Regions from separate parts of the Mus musculus genome. Here regions 2, 3, 4, 5 and 6 are each linked to region 1. Evidence: chromatin contacts called from public HiChIP or PLAC-seq and promoter capture Hi-C data. All regions are on one chromosome and are shown on one strand. The core of a region is the stretch at or near the end of the contact, and the rest is flanking DNA. Distances in the headings are between cores, read along the strand shown. Region 1 holds the start of Wwp1 (WW domain containing E3 ubiquitin protein ligase 1). Region 2 holds the start of Faxc (failed axon connections homolog). Region 3 holds the start of Coq3 (coenzyme Q3 methyltransferase). Region 4 holds the start of Pnisr (PNN interacting serine/arginine-rich). Region 5 holds the start of Usp45 (ubiquitin specific petidase 45). Region 6 holds the start of Ccnc (cyclin C).

Region 1 (3,568 bases), core at 522-3,021:
CCCTTCAGTCCAGAGTCCTCAAAATACAAAACCCCTTAACTCATGTAAGAAGTACCCTCTCTGAACTCGACTTGAGACAATTTTATATATTTATGAAACATACACACACGCACACAAAGGTATTCTGGGCATGGTGGCATAGACCTATGACCTCAGAGGCAGGAAGATGGCAAGTTCAAGGCCAGACTGGGCTTTGTAGTGAGATCCTGCCATTTATTCACAGGGACATAAAAGGAGCATCGGTATATAACCCAACACACATACCTCCTCCATAGCCTGCAAAGACAGAAGCTGCTAACCATTTGATCTACATATACCTCCAAATACCTCACTGTCATGCAGTTGATGCTTAATAATTGTGCAAGGATGTAACAGAAATTTCAGCCAACTCAAGAGATTACCATCTCTTTGAAGGCAAGAGACCTGATCAGCCATGCCCTGGGTTTCAAAAGTACAGTGTCTTAAAAGCAGCTCTACATTTTACGTGAAGAATTATTTGGAAATGTTAATAATCTATGTCTCAAAGAGCTAAGTCACATTTCTCAAGCATCTCAATTTCAACAGCTCCAACACTTGGACATTATCTTTGAATTTAAAATGTTAACTAGTTATTTAAAAAATGGTAATTTTCAGTCAGCTTAAGCACATAGTTTTATGGCTCAAGGAAGTTAGATAAATGAAAGAATGTCTTTTTTAAAAGGAGAGTTTTACTAGCAGTTACATACAGACTTGGTGAGACATGTTAAGTGGATTTATACATAAGCAAAAACTCTTACAGAAACCTACAGACAACTGTGAACAGGGTATTTCATCAGGGGTAAAAAAAACACCAAATGGGGAGTGGGAAGGTAACTCTGGCATTTTTTTCCATAACTCTAAGTAGCGGCATTTTAGGGGGAGGAATTCAATTTTATGCACACAAAAAGATGAAACATTAACAGGGAAAACACAGACATTTGTGAAATATTTTATGGTGGACGAGTAAAATATTTCAAAAGCATAATAGATACACCTTCTTTTTGGTAATAATGAAGAGGAATCGCTTAGAGCAAAAGAACTTACAACTCCAAACCGATGAGTAGAAAGCCATACAGCCCTAAGCCACAAACTGATCATTTAAGGACTGTAAAGGCTAAAGGCGACGGGCAAAGTACCAAATCCTAACAATACTACATTTTAAAAGAAGATTTAAAGGAAAAGGACCCAAATCACGAGATGAGGATTAGAAAATTTTGCAAGGTCACTTGAACCTACCAGGTCACCAAAGGTGGAGATTAAGATTGTTGGTGAGAGGAGGTGCGGAGTCAGTGAAAAAAAAAAAAAAGCTGAATGCTAAAAACGTGTCAGAAAAGGACGTTCTGAGGCTGGCGTCCCGGCTCGCGCCGGTGGGATCCGGGTGAAAGTCAGGGCAGCAGTTCTGAGGCGGGGAAGCTGGGACGCCAGCAAGCCGCCGGTCAGGAGGCTGAGCACTGCAGTCACCGAGCCACTTCGCCGGGCTCCGGTGTCACCCGCACAGGCCGGTGCCAGGGCCAGCTCGGGGCAAGCCCGGCGACCCCACCCCGGCGAACTCCGGCCCGGCCGCCCTCCAGAGCCCCGCTGTACTTACCCGCGCAAAGCTGCGGCTCCCGGGGCCCGCAGCCACCGCGGCGGCGCCTCCTCAGCCCTCCGCGCCCAAGATCGCCATCTCGCAGCAGGCGTCGGCCGGGCAGCTCAGGCCGCCCGCAGCCACTCGGATCCCGCACGCCAAGCGCGCCGACACCCGGCCCTCCCCCCACCCACCCCGGCCTACACCTCCCTTCCTCGGGAGCGCGCAGCGTGCTCGCGACTCCGCTGCCGCTGCCGCGCACGGGCGCGCCTCCCCGCCGGGGCCGCTCTGAGCCTCTGGTCCAGACCGGGAATCCAGCTGCCCTCGAGCATGCGCAGCGAGCGCGCGCCCAGCCCGCCTAGGGGCCACTCCGCTCCTCCGGGTCTTCCAGGCGGTCAGGCGGAGAGGCACGCCAACCAATAAGGGAGAGGAGGTGGAGCCAGAGCCGGAAAGGGGGCGGGGCAGCCGCCGGGAAGCCGGTGGTGACTTGTGAACAGCAGCTACCTGGTCTGTTCAGTCAGCTGCAGAGCTTCCTGCATAACCTCAGGGAAGACCCTCCAGGCACGTCCGTGCTTTCGCAGCCAAAGTAGGCTGCGAAGGAAAACCCCTTGACCTCGCTTTAATATTTGATTTAGGGTCCATTAGTAATGGTAGTCACACGAGACCATTGTGTTGGTAATGAAATTGTTCCTTTCTCTTGGCACCACAGTGGCCCAGGGACAAAGCTACTACTGATTGAGCAAGTGCATATATCCCTTTTCGTACAGTTAATGGACACAGTAATTCTGAAAGGTAGCTGTCTCTTGACTCTTTGACACAATGAGTCAACTGGTTTAGAAAAGAGCTGTTGGTAATTTACATTGCGAGAAAGGTCACACTGCAGTGTAATGACCACATTACTCACCATATGGCCCGCCATTCTACTTCAGAGAAAGAACAAAAGTTCTTCCAGAATAAATAGTACATTTAGCCAAACACCTCAGCTAGACCTCACAAATTAATTTAAACCCACCCCAGAGCCGACTAGTTCTCTTGTCAGAAAAGTTCACGAATCCTGGCTTCTTGTTGCCTGTGACACCTTTAACTTCACTACTCCATAGGTAACAAGTTCTCAGCCTAATCACCTTGTAACATTTCTGTTCTAAATATCTTGTTAACATTAAACCACCTTTCTGATTCACTCCGTTGTTGCTGCAACTTTTGAAGAAGAGAAAAAAGTAGTCTACCAAGAAGAACACTAAGGCTCCATGAGTATTTGTAGGACTCAGTAAATACCACTTGAATGAACAAACGTTCATTCTTTTCCACTCTGGTCCATTAGTTACTAGCCCCTAATTTTACATATAAGTTAGGGGCATATGCCTATGGTGCACAAAAATCTCTCAAAAATGTACATGACAATTTTACTTTTCTTCAACCTATTCCTCTTGCTGTGATAAATGACTGGTCCAAAACAACTTAAGGGAAATGGAGTTTACGCTGGCTCATACCTAGTGACCGGAGCTTGAAGCAGCTGGTCACAATAAACCAGAAGTGAGGAAATAGAGTGAGAGGCATGCTTATCATGCCTTTGTTGCATATAGCCCATGGAATGGCCCTGCCCACCTCAGTTACCAGAAGCAAGATAATCCTTTGAAGGCAATGTCAATAGGCCATCTCCCAGGTGATTCTAGATTCTGTCAAGTTTCCAGCGGACACCAAACATCATGTCACTCTAATGCTTAAGGTCATTGGGCACAGTAATAACCTGTCCACAGGTCTTATGACAACGTGCTTTTCAGAGCACCTTCAAGCTCATATGCTATTTGTAGTGCTAGGAGATTACTGAATGTGTCCACTTGGCTGTGTGTTTAAACTGTGTTGCCTTTACATTTCCTGGACCCTTTTTTCCCCCCTGTAAGATCTCTGTAAATAAATGTACTAGCTGCTTCAAAATGCTCTTCACAGGGGCCTGCCTTTCTCCAGAGCGTGTACAGACTTCTC
Region 2 (3,568 bases), core at 288-2,787, 2.2 Mb after region 1:
CTGCATAGCTACTGCCAGTCAAATCTGAGATCCGAGTGTCCATTCCGCATTTAGAAGCAGTTTGTTTTGTTTTGTTTTTTGTTTTGTTTTGTTTTTTAGCAGGGCAGTGGTCGCACATGCCTTTAATCCCAGCACTTGGGAGGCAGAGGCAGGCGGATTTCTGAGTTCGAGGCCAGTCTGGTCTACAGAGTGAGTTCCAGGACAACCAGGGCTACACAGAGAAACCCTGCCTTGAAAAAACGAAAGAAAAGAAGCGGTTCTTTAAAGAGTCAGTCTTCCAGTCCCCCAACAACTGGTGCAGGGCCTGTTGCCTGCCTGTGGATCCCGCACCCCTAAATGGACCACCTCATCTTGTCTCAGTGGGAGAGGATGCCCCTAGTCCCACCTAGTGCTGCAGTGCCTTGCAGGATGTGTGTATTGTGTTAGTGTGTGGGGGATGACACCCTGTAGCTCCTTGGTATCTGGCCCAGGCTGGCCTTCTGTTGGCCTCCTCTGTCACTGCATTGGGCTGATTGCTGTCTCCTTCTCATGGAAGTTCATGTCAGACTACACATCCTGAGAGGTCTTTAACTCCCTTTGGGATGACCCTAAAATTCGTGACAACTTGGGTAGGGCCTCCTTCTCTAGCTATGGTGGTAAACAATCTTTTGTTTTATTTCTAGCATGACTGTACAACCTGTTTATTCTAAGGGGGTGAAATCCAGGAAATGGGAGCCCCTTTCATCAGCACCCCAGTCTCTACTGTATTGGGGGACAGATGTATTCTTATAGTCATACTTGAATTTTAAATTGTGACAAATCATATGTCTTCAATATTTTTATTTCCTCTAAACTGAAACTGCCCATGCTCTGGCTAGAACACATGGTCTACATTTAAGGATTTAAAGGATCTAGAACATTCCATGTTGGTAGAGAGCGTGCCTGCCATGTATAAGGCCCTAAATCCAATCTCTAATCGATCTCTTCAGGGTTACCCAGAGTGGGAAAACCATTTAATACACAGTTGCTTATTTTACAAATTTTCAGCACCCAAAGGGACCATCCTGTATCAGCGATATCCTTGGTAACGATTTCCAAGGTGGGAAGATTTCTCACCTAGAGTACTTTCTGCTGTTATTTGTCAAGGCGGACCTCAATCACTTCATCAGCACCTTGCCTGGGACCTAGGTGACTGTGCTTACCTGAGCTCTTTAAAGCAATGAGAGCAGACAGACGCTCCCGACCTTAATCTGCCCTGGCCCAAGGTTTCCGGTCTGTGGCTCAGGGCAGGTGAGTTCCCTGCGCTCCGCAAGGCGCCTGCGGGCGGGAGCGGGTGGAACCGAGGGCGGCGGCTCTGGGCTCGGCTCAGCCGCAGCCATCGCAGCCTCCCGCGCCGCCCGCCTCCCCGAGCCCGGGCGTCCAGCCCCGCAGCTGCGGCCGAGCAGAGGCAGCGCACCGCGGGGATGCGGGGCGGGGGCAGGGCGCGGGGTAGGTGACATTATCCCGCCTCTGTTGCCGGGCCCAGGGGAGCAATGACATCACGTGGCCCTTTCCACGCGCTGACACAAAGAGCGCCTGCGAGAGGCCTCGGCCAGGGAGGCCGGCGGCCGCCGCTGCCTCGCCGGGCCCGGGGGCCCAGCCATCCCAGATCTCCGCTCGCCGTCCGCGTCCTTCCGCCGTCGCCTCCGCCCGCGCCCCCTGCGCACCGCTGAACCCGCCCGCTCGCCCGGGCGCCGGCCTCTTCCCATGCGGGCGGCGCGGGCCCTGGGAGGGGCGCCCGGAGCCAGCCGCGCAGCATGCACTGGGGGGTTGGCTTTGCCTCGTCCAGGCCGTGCGTGGTGGACCTGAGCTGGAACCAGAGCATCTCCTTCTTCGGCTGGTGGGCCGGGTCCGAGGAGCCCTTCTCCTTTTATGGGGACATCATCGCTTTCCCTTTGCAGGATTACGGTGGGATCATGGCAGGGCTGGGCTCGGATCCCTGGTGGAAGAAAACCCTTTATTTGACCGGGGGAGCTTTGCTGGCCGCGGCTGCGTATCTGCTCCACGAACTCCTGGTCATTAGGTGAGCCGGAGAGAGGGCCCCCGAAGCGGGCACTGACCAGGGCAGCTAGCCCGGGTAGGGCTGGCTCAAAGGGGGTTCCGGAACCAGCCCCTAGGTCCCGCCGCCCAAAGGTCCAAGCGTCCTCTCTCATCCTCTAACCCCCTAAGGCGTTTCACGGTCACCTGGCCACTTGTAAGGAGCCATTTAGAGTTGATGGGAGGGTTAAATTGGGAAGGGAAAGAAAGCGTTTTCCTTCCATCATTTCGATGCTAAAAGCAAAGTGCTGTGAGTCACCAGTGTTATGGATATAAACAATCTGCTAAAGCCCATAGGAAGAGTCTAACTGCAATCAGTGCATTCGTAACAATAGAATAAAGCTCTGTAGAAATACTAAGGTACACTTTTATAAACGCCTAATTGGTTTATGGGTAATGATGCTGGAACATTAACTATTAACCTCATCTTTACCTAAAAGGTTAGTTCTCTCTTACTCTTCTTTATAAATGTCAACATTATTAGGAGGCTGCAGTTGCAGAAGCTTGGTGTAACCCTGTTCAGTTTTGATGCAGCCTTAACCTGCTTACCTGCTTATCTGGTGTGGAACTGTAAGCACCTTCAAGCTTAAATACAATCATTCTGCGAGCGGTAGGAGATCTGAGGGCAGCGCTAGCACATGGAGCACTTGGCATAACAGGGAGTCTCCCTGGGCTGTAAACAGTTTCATGGCTGCCTGCCGCAGAATGTGTACAGGGCTGACTTGAAAATTACAATAAATGGATGCCCCTGCTGTTGGGACTGCTAGTCCCATAGATAGATCTTTAGTGGTAGATGCCACTGGGTACTGAGACAGCCTTTGGCTAATGGGCATGTCAATTTTGGGTTAAAATTTCCATGCATTTGGGACCCCAGTCTCTGGAGATTATTGGAGGCAGAGCAATTTTCCGTAGCTCAGAATTTCTCTTCTGACCAGTATTTTCGAAGGAGCTGGGATGTGTTCCTACCATATTTTCCAGGGGTAGGGTGAAGGAGGAGCATGGTTCTAGAGGCTGTAAAGTGGCTGGTGACCTCTAATGGACTTCAGGAAGTGCAGGAGGACACCATGATCGCCCTACTGAACTCACTATTTGTTGGCTCTGAAAGGATAAGAAAGCATTTGGGTCTGAGAAAAATGTGTTGGCTTTCATATCATTTAGCCACAGTGGAAGACTGAGAAGTTGATTTTAACTTCAGTATATCTCATTGAGCACAGCGTCTTGAATTTAGTTGAGCCAAACACAAAAGTTTTAAAGTGAGATAGCATGAAGATTACGCCCCATTGGTGCCAGTCTGAGAACTCTGTTTCACGTCAGGTTTCAGTCCATATGAAGAACCCCACACCTGTGCAGCATTTTACACAGTAGCCTGTTGTTTCTCAGTTGTATTTCACTCCATAGCCTGTGAAGACTGCCCCTGTACCATTCAGCATCTCAGCCTTTCTCCAGTTTGTGGAGAGTGGAAGCTTCACATGGCTGAATCCAAAATGTGGCTTTGATGACCTTGCAGAAATAA
Region 3 (3,568 bases), core at 357-2,856, 2.2 Mb after region 1:
TGTGGCAATATAGAATTTCTCAGAGTGGATACCGTGTGATAGACTTTTTGAGTAAGTCCAAGAACTCATTCAGCTGGATGGATGTAGTAGATTGTTCAAAGGGATAAAGCTTGTGTAGACATAAAGTGACTTACCCTTCATTTTTTATTAAAGAACTAGAACACATTGCAAATGTTAAATGGGTGTTGAGTTTTCTAAAATATGTATGAGCTAGTTTACAGCTTGTTCATAAGTAAGACTGGAGTTACTCTGGAACTTTCCTACAGTAATGGCTACATACTGCATTACAGTCACCACAATTTTATTTCTGACACAGCTCAACTGAACTTACAGAAAAGCGTTTTGTTGCTGCGTGGGGGGATTTAGAGGGTTCTTTGCTTCCTACCAGTATTTAAGCATATCACTTCCTGCCTTTGCTGAAGCGAGACTGGGATGGCTATGGAGCTGTGTGGTGTACACTTAATGTTAAGTACAGTCCATGCACAGAAGTCCTTAAGAGTGTTAACCATGATTTTCCGTGGGTCTGTCAATCCAGCAAAAACATGACACTTCAACTTGTGTATAAAACTTTCCACCTTCATTTGGAGAAATGGCCATATACCTCCAAACACAGGGACCTCTGACAGTGATAGAGCAGCTGGTTTTCATACAGCTTATGAGGTTAGTATTTTAGCTCAGAGGATGAGAGCTTAGTAAGTTTCCCCGATTTAAAGGACAGCACTGCCTGCTGAAATGTAGAATGACGCCCTAAATTTTAGGAGTTTACCCTTCTTTTTATGAGGGCATTATTTTTTATTTTGTTGTTTGTTTTTTAACCGTTCCTGGTTTGCTTTTAGTTGCTGGGATAAAACACTGACTAAAAGCAACTCTAGGAAGGGTTTCTTTCTCTTTGGCTTAGAGATCCTAATCAATCATTGAGGGAAGTCTGGGCGAGATCCATAAATGCAAGCTTCAGATACAACCCAGTTCCACTTTCCAAAGGGCTGAACATCAATCAAGAAAACGCCGCCCCACAAACACGCAGTTCAGTCTAATGAAGGCAATTCAGGAGAGGGTCCCTGTTTCCTGGTGAATCAAATTAATGTCAAGTTGACAAAAAAAAAAAAAAAAAAAAAAACTAGTATGAACTTCATATTAGATTCATACTAGAATCTTTCATACTGCTCCGTTTCTACTTCCAATAAACGTCTAAACTGAGTGTAAGGAGTTTTCTGCTACATACGGTGTATCCTGAACAGAATAAAGGGTCAGTTTCAAAGAATGTACTTTAGATGTGGACTTCTGTTCTCTGTGATTACTTGAGCGCATTGAAAGAGAATGGGTTTCTCGGAAAAAGCATTTCCGTACTTGATTTTAAGCATTAGAGTCGGTTTTCCAAGACTGAGGAGATAGCTCGTAAATACGAAAACAGCACGGCGTGACTCGTAGGACGAGAAGGTAGGTAGGTCTTCGTGGCCTTTTATTAGGAACATCTCTTTATTTCATTGCAGACATAATTTGATAGAGGAGCTCGAGTTAACGGTGACCACAAATTCACATTAACTAATGCAAATGCAAAAGCCGGCATCCGCGAGTGTAGGAGGCGGAACCCTTCCGCTGGGGATTTGTTGTGAGGAGGGACCGGAAAAGGAGTAGGATTCTAGTCGCGATGTGGAGAGGTGGAAGGCTGGGCTCTCGTGGGGTTCGTCTCCTGGAAACGCTAGGGTTTGGGTGCCCCAGCGCGGTCGCCCAGCCTCCTCGCCTAACTTCACGGTCGGGTGAGTGTCGCCGGCGCGGAGGTTCTTCCGCACGCCTCGGGTGCCGGGGCGGCTCTGCGCAAGCGCGGCAGAGAGCGGTGGGCTGTCCGGCTCCGTGGGGTCTGGTTAAAAGCAGCGCCGCGCTGCCCCGTCCTCATCCCTGGTGACCTCCGGGACCTGGTGTTGCTCTCTCCAGCGGCTACAACCCTCCAGGTCTGAGAAGCCAGGGGAAAAAGGCTGAGGACTAAGGATCTGGGCCTCGGAGAGCGTGTCTCTTGTGCCGCCGCCGCCGGGTAGCCCACGACCTTTGCCCTATTTTATTTGCGTTCTATGAGCTTGTGGCCCGGGAGCCGCCATTCAACTTGCTGGATCCTGGAGGTGGTTCTTGCTTTCCAAACCAAACCAAGAAAGACACACGGGGAACGTCCTAGCGCTGCCTCACTACTTTATTGCTCACCATCTTACCGTCCCCGCCAAAGAATTTAAGGCATTTATGCTCTTGTTTGGCAAATAAAGTAAAGAGCTAACTGCATTTGGTGCTATAGATTTTTAAACGCAAGTAGTACGCAGATAATTAGGTTCAACCTTTACAAGAAAATGACCAGGCCGGGCGTGGTGGCACACGCCTTTAATCCCAGCACTCAGGAGGCAGAGGCAGGCGGATTTCTGAGTTCGAGGCCAGCCTGGTCTACAGAGTGAGTTCCAAGACAGCCAGGGCTACACAGAGAAACCTTGTCTCGAAAAACAAAAACAAAAACAAAAAAAAAAACAAAAAAAAAAAAGAAAAAAAAAGAAAAGAAAATGACCACTATATGGTAGAGATTGGTATGGTTGGGAATTTTAATATGACAGTAACAGCAATAATACCTATTTAAATACTACTGAAAAAAATAATTATAATTTTTAAGAGAGCAAGATATAAATAAATATTAATGAACTTGGAGATCTAGATGGAATTACGATTCCAACTTTAATTTTCTGGAGAGATGATTTTATACTCTTCTATTGTCTTTTATAAGATTTTATTGTCTTTATATACATTTATACTCTTTTATTGTTTAAACTTTGTCTTCCAGAACAATCCGAGTCATTGTTCCAGAGATCCAGAACATCTCTGGTCCATTTTTTAGAAACCTTTTAATGTGTGTCTCATACATCAGAAGACCCACCTGCCTCGGCCTCCCAAGCTGTTGTGATTGGCATGTTCTTCCCTTACGTATAGTCACCTCCTCCGTGCCTTTGCCAGCTCTGCTGACATGATGCCATTGCTCTAATTTGTACTTGTCTCACCACATCTTCATGTCACTGCCAGTCTTTTCTGGTATGGGCATGGGTATGGGTGTTTGCTTGCATCTACAGCTGCAGACCACAGGCTGTGTGTGCCTGATGTCCTTACAGGCTAGAAGAGAGCATCGGATTCCCTAGGACTGTACGTCTATCGGTTGGAAACTGCCCCATGGATGCTGGAGAATCCAGTCCAGTTTCTCTGGAAGAGAAGCCAGTGTTCTTAACTGCTGAGCCACCTCTCCAACCCTCATCGCCCATTTAAAAGATAGACTTTTGGCTTATAGCAGCCTTGGCTGATGGTTATTTTCTTTAAGAGCTTAGAATGTATTTTATTTCATGGTTTCTTGTTTTTGAGGATTGTTGATCAAGAGAGCTGGAGTTAGTCTCATGTTTCGACTATATAGGTGATTTGTGCATATTTTTCTTCTTATATTTTTGGTTGTGAGCCTACCCTTTAACAGCTGAGCCATCTCTCCAAGCCCATATTTTTCTTCTTATAGTTTGTAATATTGTTTCTTTACTTTCGTTTAAAAATATTTCTATTT
Region 4 (3,568 bases), core at 364-2,863, 2.1 Mb after region 1:
ATTTGAGAATTACAGAATTTCTTGTAAAGGGCATTCCTATTTTCACATCTACCTATATTTTCTTTATTCAGTTTACTACAGTCTTGTTTCTAGAGTAATTTGATATTTCTTGTGCAGTTCCCAACTCAAAGACTTAGATTTTTAGTGCATGGTGTGGGTGCTAAAAACAGAGTTCTCACATTAAAGGGAATAAGAGAGTTTATTGTGGAGCCACATTTGAATGTCCATGGCACAAGGAACACAGTTATGCCAAATTTCTTTTATAACACGGAAGTGGTTTCATGACATTTTATAGTTTTTAAAGAACAGACAGTCATAAACCAAGGCAGGCTTAAGATACATTGGTGTGTACATCACAGAAGCTACAGCAAGATGGGGACACTTTTTACATCGCTGCAGATGCTATCTGATAACATTCTTAGCTCTTGGGTTGGTGGAAACTGGGAGTCAGCTAAGTTAAAAAGTTCCAAAGGCTGGGGCAGTGGTTAATAGCGCTGGTACCAGAGTTCAATTCCTAGTACCCACATGGCAGCTTACAACTATCTGTAGTCCAGCAACAAGTGATTTGACACCCTCACACAGACATGCACGCAGGCAAAACACCAATACACATAAAATAAAAATAAATAAATCATTTTTTTAAAAGTTCTAAAAGGTTTTTAATCTATTAGTCACAGGATTTAGCTCTAATATGGGGAGGTTGGCAAAGACTGGCAATTCGTGGGTAAAGCTAGGGCCAGATTGGGTAATTAGCCTCTGGACTTGTAAAATTCCAACCTCTCCACATCACTGAAGCTCCAATCAATCTTTGCAGACACAGACTTTTTCCTGGAATTCTCCTTCATAACTCTTTTTAGTTACACTGACATTTCAAGAAAGTCATTTTCCAATATTTAGGTTAAGAATGCTGTGTTTCTTAGAATTTTTGTTTCCTTTTGTAATTAAACTCCTAGTCTGGAAAGTTGACATTTTAGATATATGAACATTGTTCACGCTAAACACCTTTTACCTCCTTTCGGGAGGCCATCTTGGAGTTTAGGTAAGGAAGGACCAGTGGAAACTCTGCTTCTCAGTTACTTTTCCTTAAAGAGTAGCTGAGCGAAGTTGAACTGAGTAAATGTTCCCACCAGGGGGCGCGATGCTAGGAGGTGAACAAGGAGACCTAGCAAACACCCTGCTTCCAGAACTCAGGCTCTGCGACTCAGGCCTGGCACAGTGAGTTCCAAGTTGGCAGGGTTTGACTTGCGGTCCTCTCCGTAGTCTGAAAGAGGCAAAGCGATTCAGCATCCTTCCCAAAGCGGAACTGATTCTTAGAACGCATTTGCTCTTCGAGGGTCTCCTGCCTAAAGTTTACTAAATTCCGTCCATTGTACCGGAACGTTAGGCTCGGCTTTGTGCTGGCTGTACAAATGAAAATGTGTCGGGTATGACACGGGCTTCACACACAAGAGGGTCCAACTCGAGGTGGGTTGGGTTTGCCCTCAACAAAAATGGCGCGGACTCGTCCCGTCGGTAAGATCACATGGTCGTAAGCCTGGCTGAGAATCAGTGTGACTTCAGCCGAAAAGCGGATGTTATTATCATTCACTTCCGGGTGAGAACCACCGGGCGCCATCTTGTCTTGTTCATGAAGAAGTAGAAGCATCGAAAGGTTGGAGAGAATTACAGGAACGGTGGCGACAGCGGTATTCCGGAACCGGAGCGGGTAAGCGACGAGCAGTTTACCCCGGGGGACCTGCCGGAGGACTAAAGTCCTCTGGGTCAGTGTGGCGAACGGAGCGGGACTCAGGCTGCGTACGCTGCTTGGCGCCACCGCCAGAACCTCATTCCGGAGAAGCTCCGGCGTCCGCCCGAGAGAGTGAGCGAGAGAGCCGCTGTCGCCCGAAGGGAACCGCCTTTGGCTAAGGAGAGGGCTCACGACCCATTCTTCGAACTAAGAGTTTCCTTTGAGAAGGCAAGGGACTAATTGTTGGGCGCCTGAGCGGCCGTTAAGCAGTGCGCGTGCGCAGTGGGAACCCTTGAGGGGCAGGGAGTGTGGAGGGGCGGAGGCGGCGGGGGCCGGGATCTGGAACTTCGACTCTGCGACTCGCACTACGCAGGCGCAACCGCTTTCTGCTGCGTCCTAGACAAGTATCATTTAGTTGCTTAGTTTTGGTGTTTTTACCCAGTGATGGGTATTATGTGTTAAGCATCACTGAGGAAACAAGTAGTATCCTATATTTCAGTTGTTTCGTAGTTTTGTGGATAATAGTGTCATCTTAACAAAACTGGGCACTGAGCAAATTTTGACTGTGCTTGATTAAATTAGCAGTCTTTAATACTTCATTTACCTTTTCTCTTCCTAACCCTAGATAAAACAAAAACAATCTTGGATTTTTTTTTTTTTTTGAGTACATCCAGCTAAAACCAAACCAGAACAGTAAAGACTTTATTTGTGGGGTGGTTTTCTAAAGCATCAGGGGAGACGTAATGAGTTCTCGGATATTCTTAAGACACACAATTTAAAACATAAGTAAGCTTTATATTTAAGGACTTTTTTGAGCCTCATTATATGATCCTGGCTGGCCTGGAACTCCTGCCTTCGCTCATGAATGCTGGAATTAAATGTATTCACTACCACATCAAGCCCTAGAACTTAATTTAATTATAGAAAAATTAAACAGCTAGTGTATAACCACGTGTTTTATTTTCTCAGTAACATATACTTCCATGACACGTTTTTTTGTTTTTTTTTACTATTAATGGAACAATGTTGTTACATTATTAATTGAGGGCATGCTCCTATTTCCTTAGTTAAAGAAAAAAATCATTTTTAAAAAAAGATAGTATTTTTCTGTGGAGATCCCCTGGAACTGAAGTTACAGATGGTTGTGAGTTGCCATGAGGTGCTGGCAACTGGAGGCAGGTCCTCTGCAAGAGCAGCCGGTGCTGTAGCTGCTGAGCCTTCTGGCCACCGTCTCTGTTCAATGAAAAATTACTACTTTATGTCTATGTGTCAGTCCTAGCTTTTGTTGTCCGGATTCTTCCACTTTTGACCATTGCTAAATCTTTCAGGTGTCTGCTGTTTCCCACCAGCTTCTATTTGATTGGTCGGTGTTTTGTTTCTTTGTTACTCTGTTGCAAAGACTGGCCTAGACCGCTCAGCGCCTTTCCTGCTTTAGCTTCTTACAATTGAGATTACCGACTCGGGCTACTATAGAACTTTATTTCAGTTTGGGGGAAGGAGCCCAGGCTAGCCACCAACTCAAGATCTTAACTGCTTTCACTTCTGAATCCCTTTAGTGTTAAGAATACAGAACTGCTAGGTACAAAGAGATTTAAAACATATTTCAATTCTCATCTTTTTGTCACAATCTGTAAATGAGTTTTGTAAATATTTGCGGTCATTATTTGAAGAAGTCATTTTGAAGTCAATTGAAGCGTTTTCCTTTTTTCCATTTAAGATTTATTTTTATTTCTCTGTGTGTGTGTGTGTGTAAACATGTGTATGCACGCATGCTTGCTCATGCCTGTGTTGAGTGTGTAAATGTGCACATGAGTGTGAGGATATTTGGTCCCCTGGATCTGG
Region 5 (3,568 bases), core at 687-3,186, 2.1 Mb after region 1:
GGCATATCTGTTAGATATCATGGTAGCCACAGGACTCAATTCTAAGACAAACTTAAATATTGAGGGATTAATTGATGAATTCTTGAATTTCTTTTTATTAAGAGAATCTAAATTTTAATTTTAAAATTCTGCCCTTTTTCCTTTAACTGTAAGTTGAGTCTTTTGTTTTCTATTTTTAAAAATTAAAAAAAAATTTCTTTTCTTCTGTTATTTTTTCCATGAGTTTTAATATATACTTTTTAAAAAGACCTATTTCTGACACAATTTAGGCTGGGCAATGGTGGTGCATGCCTTTAATCCCTGCACTTAGGAGGCAGAGGCAGGTGGATTTCTGCGTTTGAGGCCAGCCTGGTCTACAGAGTGAGTTCCAAGACAGCCAGGGCTATACAGAGAAACCCACAGTCATCTATAAGAAGGAACACAGGGGCCCCAGTGGAGAAGCTAGAGAAAGCACCAAAGGAGCTGAAGGGGTCTGCAACCCTATAGGTGGAACAACAATATCAACTAAACAGTACCCCCAGAGCTCATGTCTCTAGCTGCATATGTAGCAGAAGATGACCTAGTCGGCCATCACTGGGAATAGAGGCCCCTTGGTATTGCAAACTTTATATGCCCCAGTACAATGGTATGCCAGGGCCAAGAAGTGGGAGTGGGTGGGTAGAGGAGCAGGGCGGGGTGGGGGGTATAGGGAACTTTCCGGATAGCATTTGAAATTTGAAATATATATAAAGAAAAGATCTAATAAAAAAAAAAAGAAAGAAAAACCAGAAAAAAACAAAAAACAAAAACCTGACACAATTTAGGATGCAAATTTTTGCATCTTTTACATAGTCTATTTCAAATTCAATACTAACATATGAAACTTGATATTTATACAGACAAATTTGAAATTTGTATATAGACTTTGGAATTATATCATAACCCAAACTGTTCTTACAGATGCAGCATTTCTTTTTTTCCCTGGAAGAAAATGACCTTCTAAAAGACAATTATGTACCCCATACCTAGTATCTTGACCAGCATGCTTGTATTCCACTGCATTTGTCTAATGAATGGTTCCTATAAACAACATAAAGGAAGAGTTCTCTCCTTTGCCAAGTTTCCCCATGGAAATGAATTAGATTTTTAAGTTAAAAAAAAAAAAAAAAGTGGAAACAACAAACCACAACAACAAACCCAGTCAGCTTTTGGTTCTTAACTGAACTCTTTTAAACTCCAACCCCAGCACACGATCCATTAGGTCACAACTTGTCCCTTGTGAAAGACTGTGGCTCATCAACTAGTGCTTGCAAGAAATTATTTTTTGTTTTTTAAATTTTTTTATTTTTTGTAACAGGAAGAGGGTATCGGATCCCATTACAGATGGTTCTGAGACACCATGTGGTTGCTGGGAATTGAACTGAGGATCTCAGGATGAGTAGTCAGTGTTCTTAACCACTGAGTCATCTCTCCAGCCCCACAACAAAATTTCAAACCAACTGTTTTTACTCAAAAGCAAGGTGTACATTGTTGTAACAGATGATCGGATTGAGCAGAATTACAGGTGTGATGTACAATCTAGTTCAGAAGTGAGAACCACGTGAAATAAAACGTTAAAATCATATAGAGTGAATCTCAGATGCGACTTTAGGTTCCGAGTTGGGTGATGGAACAAGGGAAGCTGTCTTAAAAGGCACCCAGCAAGTGGGACGCAGCTCACTAAAGCCAGCGCCTGCATCCAGGCCCCGTGGCTGGCACTGTAATCAGTTGGCTGCAGGGCGCCATCCCCTCATCCCATCTACACTCCTCCACCATGCTCCAACCTCCAAGCCGCCAAAGGAAAACCCAGATCTGGGTCTGGACTCAAAGTCCCGCCTTCGGCCCACCCAGAACACCAGACCCCGCCCTCGCCCCCGCCCAGGACGCCAAGCCCCGCCTTCTCCGGGTTCCCCTCTGCACAGGCGCAGAAGCTCCTGCGTGTGGAAGCTGCGGCCCGGCGGGCGGGGTGAGTTGGGGCCCAGGCTTTGGGGTCACTGTAACCACTGTGTCTTCGCTTGGGCGACGAGACCTTCCTGTACGTCAACCAGCCTAGAAAGAGAGGTTTCCTAGCCTACCCTCGCGTCCAGATTCACAAAGGCACCAGGCGGCCTCCCGGGCCGAGTGCTGGCGGCAGGGGGGAAGAGCCGGGGTCGGGGAGGGAGCCAGGCCGAGTCTCGTCTTTTTGGTGACCCGGGCATGCAGCGTCCGCTTGTCCCCTCGGGGTCTCCCCTCGCAGCACATCCCGCTCTGCTAACTTGGGGTGCATTCATGGCCTGACGAAGAGCCTAGACACAGCTTTTTGGCGACGCCAAATATTAGGTTAGGGGTCGATCCTATACCTGAGCCCACGTCCGGCTCCCGGACTTCTGCAAGTCACTTTACCTCTATCCAGTTCCAAGTGTAAATTAAGGATGATGATAGTGACGTATCTCAAAGTGCTTGTAAGAGGTTCATAGAATTGAGTGTTTTGAGCCCGGGTATCTAAAAGGAAGATGTTTGCATTTCCTCTTCTCACGCTGGAGAATAGCAGCCCAAAACTTAAAAAAAAATCAAAACAAAAACCAATTTGACAAGGGAAGCTTGTAGCCAGTTGAAAAGTGTGATATTAATTGCGTTAGCCGTACATCCTTTGTTAGAGGTAACGCAAGTGCTAGATAATATTTAAATTAAAAGCTGAAGTTGACGTCTCAGCAGGTCGCCAAACCTGATGGTTCAATCTCCTGGACCCACGAGGTGAAAGAGAGAAGCTACTCTGACCTCACTAATGCAAATCGAAACACTAAACACGTGCACAGCCATACATATAAAATACATCAATAGATTTATGTTTTAAAAGAAAGCTGTAACGTTTGATGTTTGCAAAACCTCAAAAAAAAAAAAAAAAAAGAAAGAAAGAAAAAGCCAGAACATGTTTGTGGTGAAGTCAGGCCTGAAACTTCTGTCCTTTGATGGCTCTGCCTGCAACATTGGCCCTTGTTTGGCATCTTAAAACTTGGAGTTTGGGCATGTTCTGATGTAGTAGTAATTGTTCTATACTCAGCATTATGTTTCATGCCAAAATGACCAGTTACCATACAGTTTCTGTGCTCCAAGTCTCTAATGGGTTCCCCTGAACCCAGATTCATGTTGCTGCTTAGTCCTTGTCTTACCCACCTGAAGAGAGAGACTTTATGGAAGTTATGGGCAAAGTACCCTTTTCCAGTCTAGTCGGGTTGAGTGTTCATAGAATGTACCATGAAATATACAACCATGTGCTGAATCCTGTGAGTCAGTCCTCTTGACTCCTCAGTGCCAGGAGAGACTTGGAGGTTTCCAGACACAATTTTGATAATGGAAAGCCTTTGAAAGTCCAGTAGTTGGATTTTAATGTTGTTTGCTTGCTTGTTCTGCCTTAAGTGGCATTTGTAGGAGAAGGTTACATGGTATTGCCACATTATGGCTTGTGGATGTTCAGATAACGTTACATCTGCTAGAAAAATGATTGGAAATTGCCCCTCCATTACCGGGAGACGTTTGAGACAACGGTTTCGAAAAAGGTAGCAGGTTGTTT
Region 6 (3,568 bases), core at 293-2,792, 2.0 Mb after region 1:
GACAACCAGGGCTATGCAGAGAAACCCTGTCTTGAAAAAACAAAACAAACAAACAAACAAACTGATCTGCAGTGAAACAAACAGTAATGTTCACAAATGTATTACATGCCTCTCAACATTTTTTAGGTACCTTGGCTATTAAGTTGGAGTCATTTGGGTATATTCTGGTCAGTGGGTCATGAAAATTGATTGGGTTGTTTCTATTTCAAGACTCTTAATACTAGTTATTAAAGAGCTCGCTTGAGTCATGTTCTGCCCAGAAAGATGTTGATCTTGGAAGCAAGGAACATTGAAATGAATAGTTGGGAGATAGAAACCCTCTAGTTCTCTGAAGATCTAGAGGGCAGCCAGGAAGAACTAGCCAGCTTTAGGAAATACCATGAGAATGAGACGAATTTTCAAGCTAAGTTGGGGGTATAACAATGTTATAACAATGAAGCCTAGTCTAGCTCATCCAAATTCAAGAATAAATGTATTTCACAGGTTAATTGTGTACGTGCCTAAGTGGGTGGAATTTAAAAACATCTTTTCTATAGTTGGCATACTAGTTTCACTTATAGAAATTGTTTTCACTCCATTCCACATCTCAATTAGACTCCACTCACAAAGGAAAAACATTGGTGCTATCTTCCTCGGAATTCTTGACTAATTTTCAGGTGTGCCCAATCATTTAGAGACATTTTTTAATTTAAATTAAAACTTAAAAGATTTAGATAGATCCTCACCTGTCCTAGGCTGGCCCAAAACAACGTATCTGAGGGTATTGAATACCCTTAGCTTGCAGGTGTATATAGTGCTGAGTATCACCCAGAGCTTCTGGGGCACCAGCAAGCATTTTACATCCTTGATTATCTACATCCCTTTTCCTCTTTTCCCCTAGATGGCGTCTCAGCATGAAGCAAGGACTGGCCTGAAACTCCTCATGTTCTTGACTCTGCCGCCGAAGTACAGTACGAAACGCGAACGCAAAGTTGCAATGATAACAGCAACATTTAAATATTATTTAATTGCATTTCTGCGGCATACCCATTTGGAACGTAAGTGTTAGCTAGATGTACATTTATATGCTCATGTTTTTAGGTAAACAAGTAGCCGGCTCTGACATAAAAAGATTGCTACTCTAAGTTAAGTCTACACTTAACTCGTTAGGCTTAATACCGACAGGAACTTTACTAAGAGCACTTACATCTTAAGGCCAAAATTACTTTCATTTATTTCTCCTTTCAGCCCTAGGGAAAAAGCAGTCATATACTGCCATGCTTTCTTCAACGCCAGTGTGCTATTTCTGAAGGCCTACACCGTGGATTAACAAGATCCCTAAATGGACCCAAAAGAAAACCGCACTAGACCAGAAACCCAGTGTGTGGACGCTCTGGAGGAGAATTGGCAGGAAACCTCGGGGAGAGCCTCTCGCCACCGGGAGCCTCCGCCCGTGTTTCCTTAGCTCCCGCCTCAACAAGCCCATTGGCGGTCGGGCGGTTGCTAGCTTCCTCCGCAACTAGGGCGGGCCGGAACTTTTGTCTGCCGGAACCGGTGTACGCCGCTCAGTGTTGTCGACCGGCGTCAAGGCGACGAGGGTGCTGTTCTCTTCCTCCGGCTGCGGTGGCTGTGGAGTTCAGCCCAGCCAGTCTGGTAGGAGCACAGTCGTCCGGACTGTGTCTATGGTCGCTCCGCGGGCCGCTTTGCTGGCTGGTGCATTTGTATCAGGGCAAGCAGTATTATTCCATGGCAGGGAACTTCTGGCAGAGCTCCCACTAGTAAGTGAGCTTCCATTTTCTCGCCTGGGGCCGGGGCTGGGGCACAGGAGGGCTGGGCCTGCCCATCCCTCGGGGTTTCCATCCTGGCCGCTGCGGGTGAGCCCTCCCTGGGAAGCCGGGGGTCCGAAACGTGATGCTGTCGTTTGCGAGCCTCCCCTCTTCTCACAGAGAGATTTCGGGAGCAGAGGGGAGGTGAGCTCGAAGGATGGGTAAGAGGTAAGGGGTTTGATCTCCGGGAAGGGAGTCGGAGGCGGTTTCATTTCAAATTTGGGGTTTGATTGGTGGGATGATGTGGGCACCGGCAAGGGAAAGAGTGACCCATTGTAGCTCTGTGAGGTTCCCTGCTTTGGATGGACATGGTTGGCTATTGCTAGCTAGCTTGTTTGTTTGTTTGTTTTTTCATAGCAGTGATATTATAATCTCTTGTCATTCGCCTTACTGTAGATTTAATATTTACTCAGAGGAGAGGAGTGAGTCGTGCTTGTTTCTACCTGCTGCTTCCTGGCCCAGCCTTATGCCTAGATTGACACCACTACCCCCATCCCCGAAGCAGTGTTTCTCACGTTGAGGGATGGCTGCCCTAAAACTCACAGGCTGGCATCGAACTTAATGAAATCTGCCTGCCTCTGCTTCTGCTTCTAAGTGTTGGAATTAAAGGCATGAGCCACCAATTGCAGGCTCCTAAATTGACTTTAATGCTTCTAGAATTTGCGAGCACAGGGGCTCTCAAAATATATCCATTTTCATTCATTAGCCAGTGTCTTATATTTTGCCTTAAAGTCGTGTATTTCCCAGATTTTGTCCTCTTCCTTTAACCACTTAAATCACTAAATTTTAATGTCTTTCAGTGACCATGGAAGGGCTAAAGTAATCTTAAAGATATTTGTCTCTAAATACATTTGGTTAAACATGCAGGAAGTTGTATGCTTGGGCTAAGCGTTGAGCAGGCTTTCCACTAAATACATAAAAAATGAACAGGACTAGATAGAGACATTTAGTTTAATTAAATTTTAGTGGGAAGAGAATAACAAAATTTTAATTCTGTGAATTGGTTTGCTTGTTTCCCTCTTTGCCTGAGAATAAAGAAGAAGAAGGGGGAAAAAAAAAGAAAGAAAGAAAACTGAATTTGGAAACCTGTTTCTGAAAGCAGGTCCTCCCTTGCTACCAAGTGTTTCTGGGAAGATGAAAGGCCAATGAAGCATCACTGGGGGACATTATTTTACATTGTTCTCACTCACTGAGATGTTTCCATTAAAAAAATGAAATACAAAAGGGGATGACCCAAAAAGGTGGGATAAAGCTTGGGCCTGTACTTAATCCTGGTGCTCAGATAATGCCTTGATTGCCTGTCTCAGTGACATAATACTAAGACAGGCAGTAGTAAGTCTTTGGATATAGCAAGAGTCTATCTTCCAGGATGGTTCTTAGTCTAGAGGGTCTGAAAACCTGTGTGCTGGTGTTTGGTACACATGACACTATGAAGGAAATTGAGAAAGAGGTAGAGAAGCTTTGAAACCATCAAGAGATTCTTTACCCTCAAGTTTTCCTGTTTTTTGTTTTTTTCTTCAAACGATCTTGCTGAGGCTGCCAGTGGGCTGCTGAAAAACTAGAGAACTCTGATGAATAACTTACCTGAGAGTTTGAAATGGCGTCTACAGCATCCTTGTTAATCGACCAGACAGTACGGGAGTCACACTGATTGACACAGATTTATATCCAGCAAAGCACTCACAAATATATTCCACTCACAAATAGCACTCACAAAAACCAAAGAGATTTTATTGGTCCAACAAGACTGAGAAACTTGGGGG

The links. Promoter capture Hi-C pulls out the DNA fragments that hold promoters and counts their contacts. HiChIP or PLAC-seq counts read pairs in DNA pulled down with a chosen protein or histone mark.
Region 2: an H3K4me3 HiChIP or PLAC-seq map of pro-B cells shows a contact between it and region 1, with 9 times the contacts expected there. The contact joins the promoter of Faxc here to the promoter of Wwp1 in region 1. A contact is called at or near these places in 2 of 39 promoter capture datasets (cranial neural crest and pre-B cells) and 4 of 115 datasets of contacts at active chromatin or transcription factors (astrocytes, embryonic forebrain, pro-B cells and 1 more).
Region 3: a promoter capture Hi-C map of pre-B cells shows a contact between it and region 1. The contact joins the promoter of Coq3 here to the promoter of Wwp1 in region 1. A contact is called at or near these places in 2 of 39 promoter capture datasets (cranial neural crest and pre-B cells) and 2 of 115 datasets of contacts at active chromatin or transcription factors (astrocytes and embryonic forebrain).
Region 4: a promoter capture Hi-C map of pre-B cells shows a contact between it and region 1. The contact joins the promoter of Pnisr here to the promoter of Wwp1 in region 1. A contact is called at or near these places in 8 of 39 promoter capture datasets (the C10 cell line, cranial neural crest, embryonic stem cells and 5 more), 7 of 484 Hi-C or Micro-C datasets (B cells, CD4 T cells, CD8 T cells and 2 more), 3 of 115 datasets of contacts at active chromatin or transcription factors (astrocytes, embryonic forebrain and large pre-B cells) and 2 of 9 other capture datasets (adipose tissue and liver).
Region 5: a promoter capture Hi-C map of pre-B cells shows a contact between it and region 1, with 12 times the contacts expected there. The contact joins the promoter of Usp45 here to the promoter of Wwp1 in region 1. A contact is called at or near these places in 9 of 39 promoter capture datasets (the 3T3-L1 cell line, cranial neural crest, embryonic stem cells and 5 more), 4 of 484 Hi-C or Micro-C datasets (B cells, CD4 T cells, CD8 T cells and 1 more), 2 of 115 datasets of contacts at active chromatin or transcription factors (astrocytes and embryonic forebrain) and 2 of 9 other capture datasets (adipose tissue and liver).
Region 6: a contact with region 1 is called in a promoter capture Hi-C map of pre-B cells. The contact joins the promoter of Ccnc here to the promoter of Wwp1 in region 1. A contact is called at or near these places in 4 of 39 promoter capture datasets (cranial neural crest, hippocampal neurons, pre-B cells and 1 more), 2 of 484 Hi-C or Micro-C datasets (CD4 T cells and rod photoreceptor), 6 of 115 datasets of contacts at active chromatin or transcription factors (astrocytes, embryonic forebrain, epiblast stem cells and 3 more) and 2 of 9 other capture datasets (adipose tissue and liver).

Annotation. Positions count from the first base shown.
Region 1 is chr4:19,707,233-19,710,800 of GRCm38.p6, forward strand. It overlaps Wwp1 (WW domain containing E3 ubiquitin protein ligase 1), which reads right to left and starts at 1,772. Exons shown (of 25, transcript NM_177327.5): 1 at 1,607-1,772.
Region 2 is chr4:21,929,789-21,933,356 of GRCm38.p6, forward strand. It overlaps Faxc (failed axon connections homolog), which reads left to right and starts at 1,538. Exons shown (of 6, transcript NM_175234.4): 1 at 1,538-2,041. The coding sequence starts at 1,776.
Region 3 is chr4:21,878,040-21,881,607 of GRCm38.p6, forward strand. It overlaps Coq3 (coenzyme Q3 methyltransferase), which reads left to right and starts at 1,607. Exons shown (of 7, transcript NM_172687.2): 1 at 1,607-1,757. The coding sequence starts at 1,649.
Region 4 is chr4:21,846,435-21,850,002 of GRCm38.p6, forward strand. It overlaps Pnisr (PNN interacting serine/arginine-rich), which reads left to right and starts at 1,614. Exons shown (of 11, transcript NM_001369189.1): 1 at 1,614-1,705. 4930528A17Rik (RIKEN cDNA 4930528A17 gene) reads right to left here and starts at 2,014. Exons shown (of 1, transcript NR_028384.1): 1 at 1-2,014.
Region 5 is chr4:21,774,334-21,777,901 of GRCm38.p6, forward strand. Usp45 (ubiquitin specific petidase 45) reads left to right here and starts at 1,937. Exons shown (of 18, transcript NM_152825.2): 1 at 1,937-1,984.
Region 6 is chr4:21,726,159-21,729,726 of GRCm38.p6, forward strand. It overlaps Ccnc (cyclin C), which reads left to right and starts at 1,543. Exons shown (of 12, transcript NM_016746.4): 1 at 1,543-1,757. The coding sequence starts at 1,726.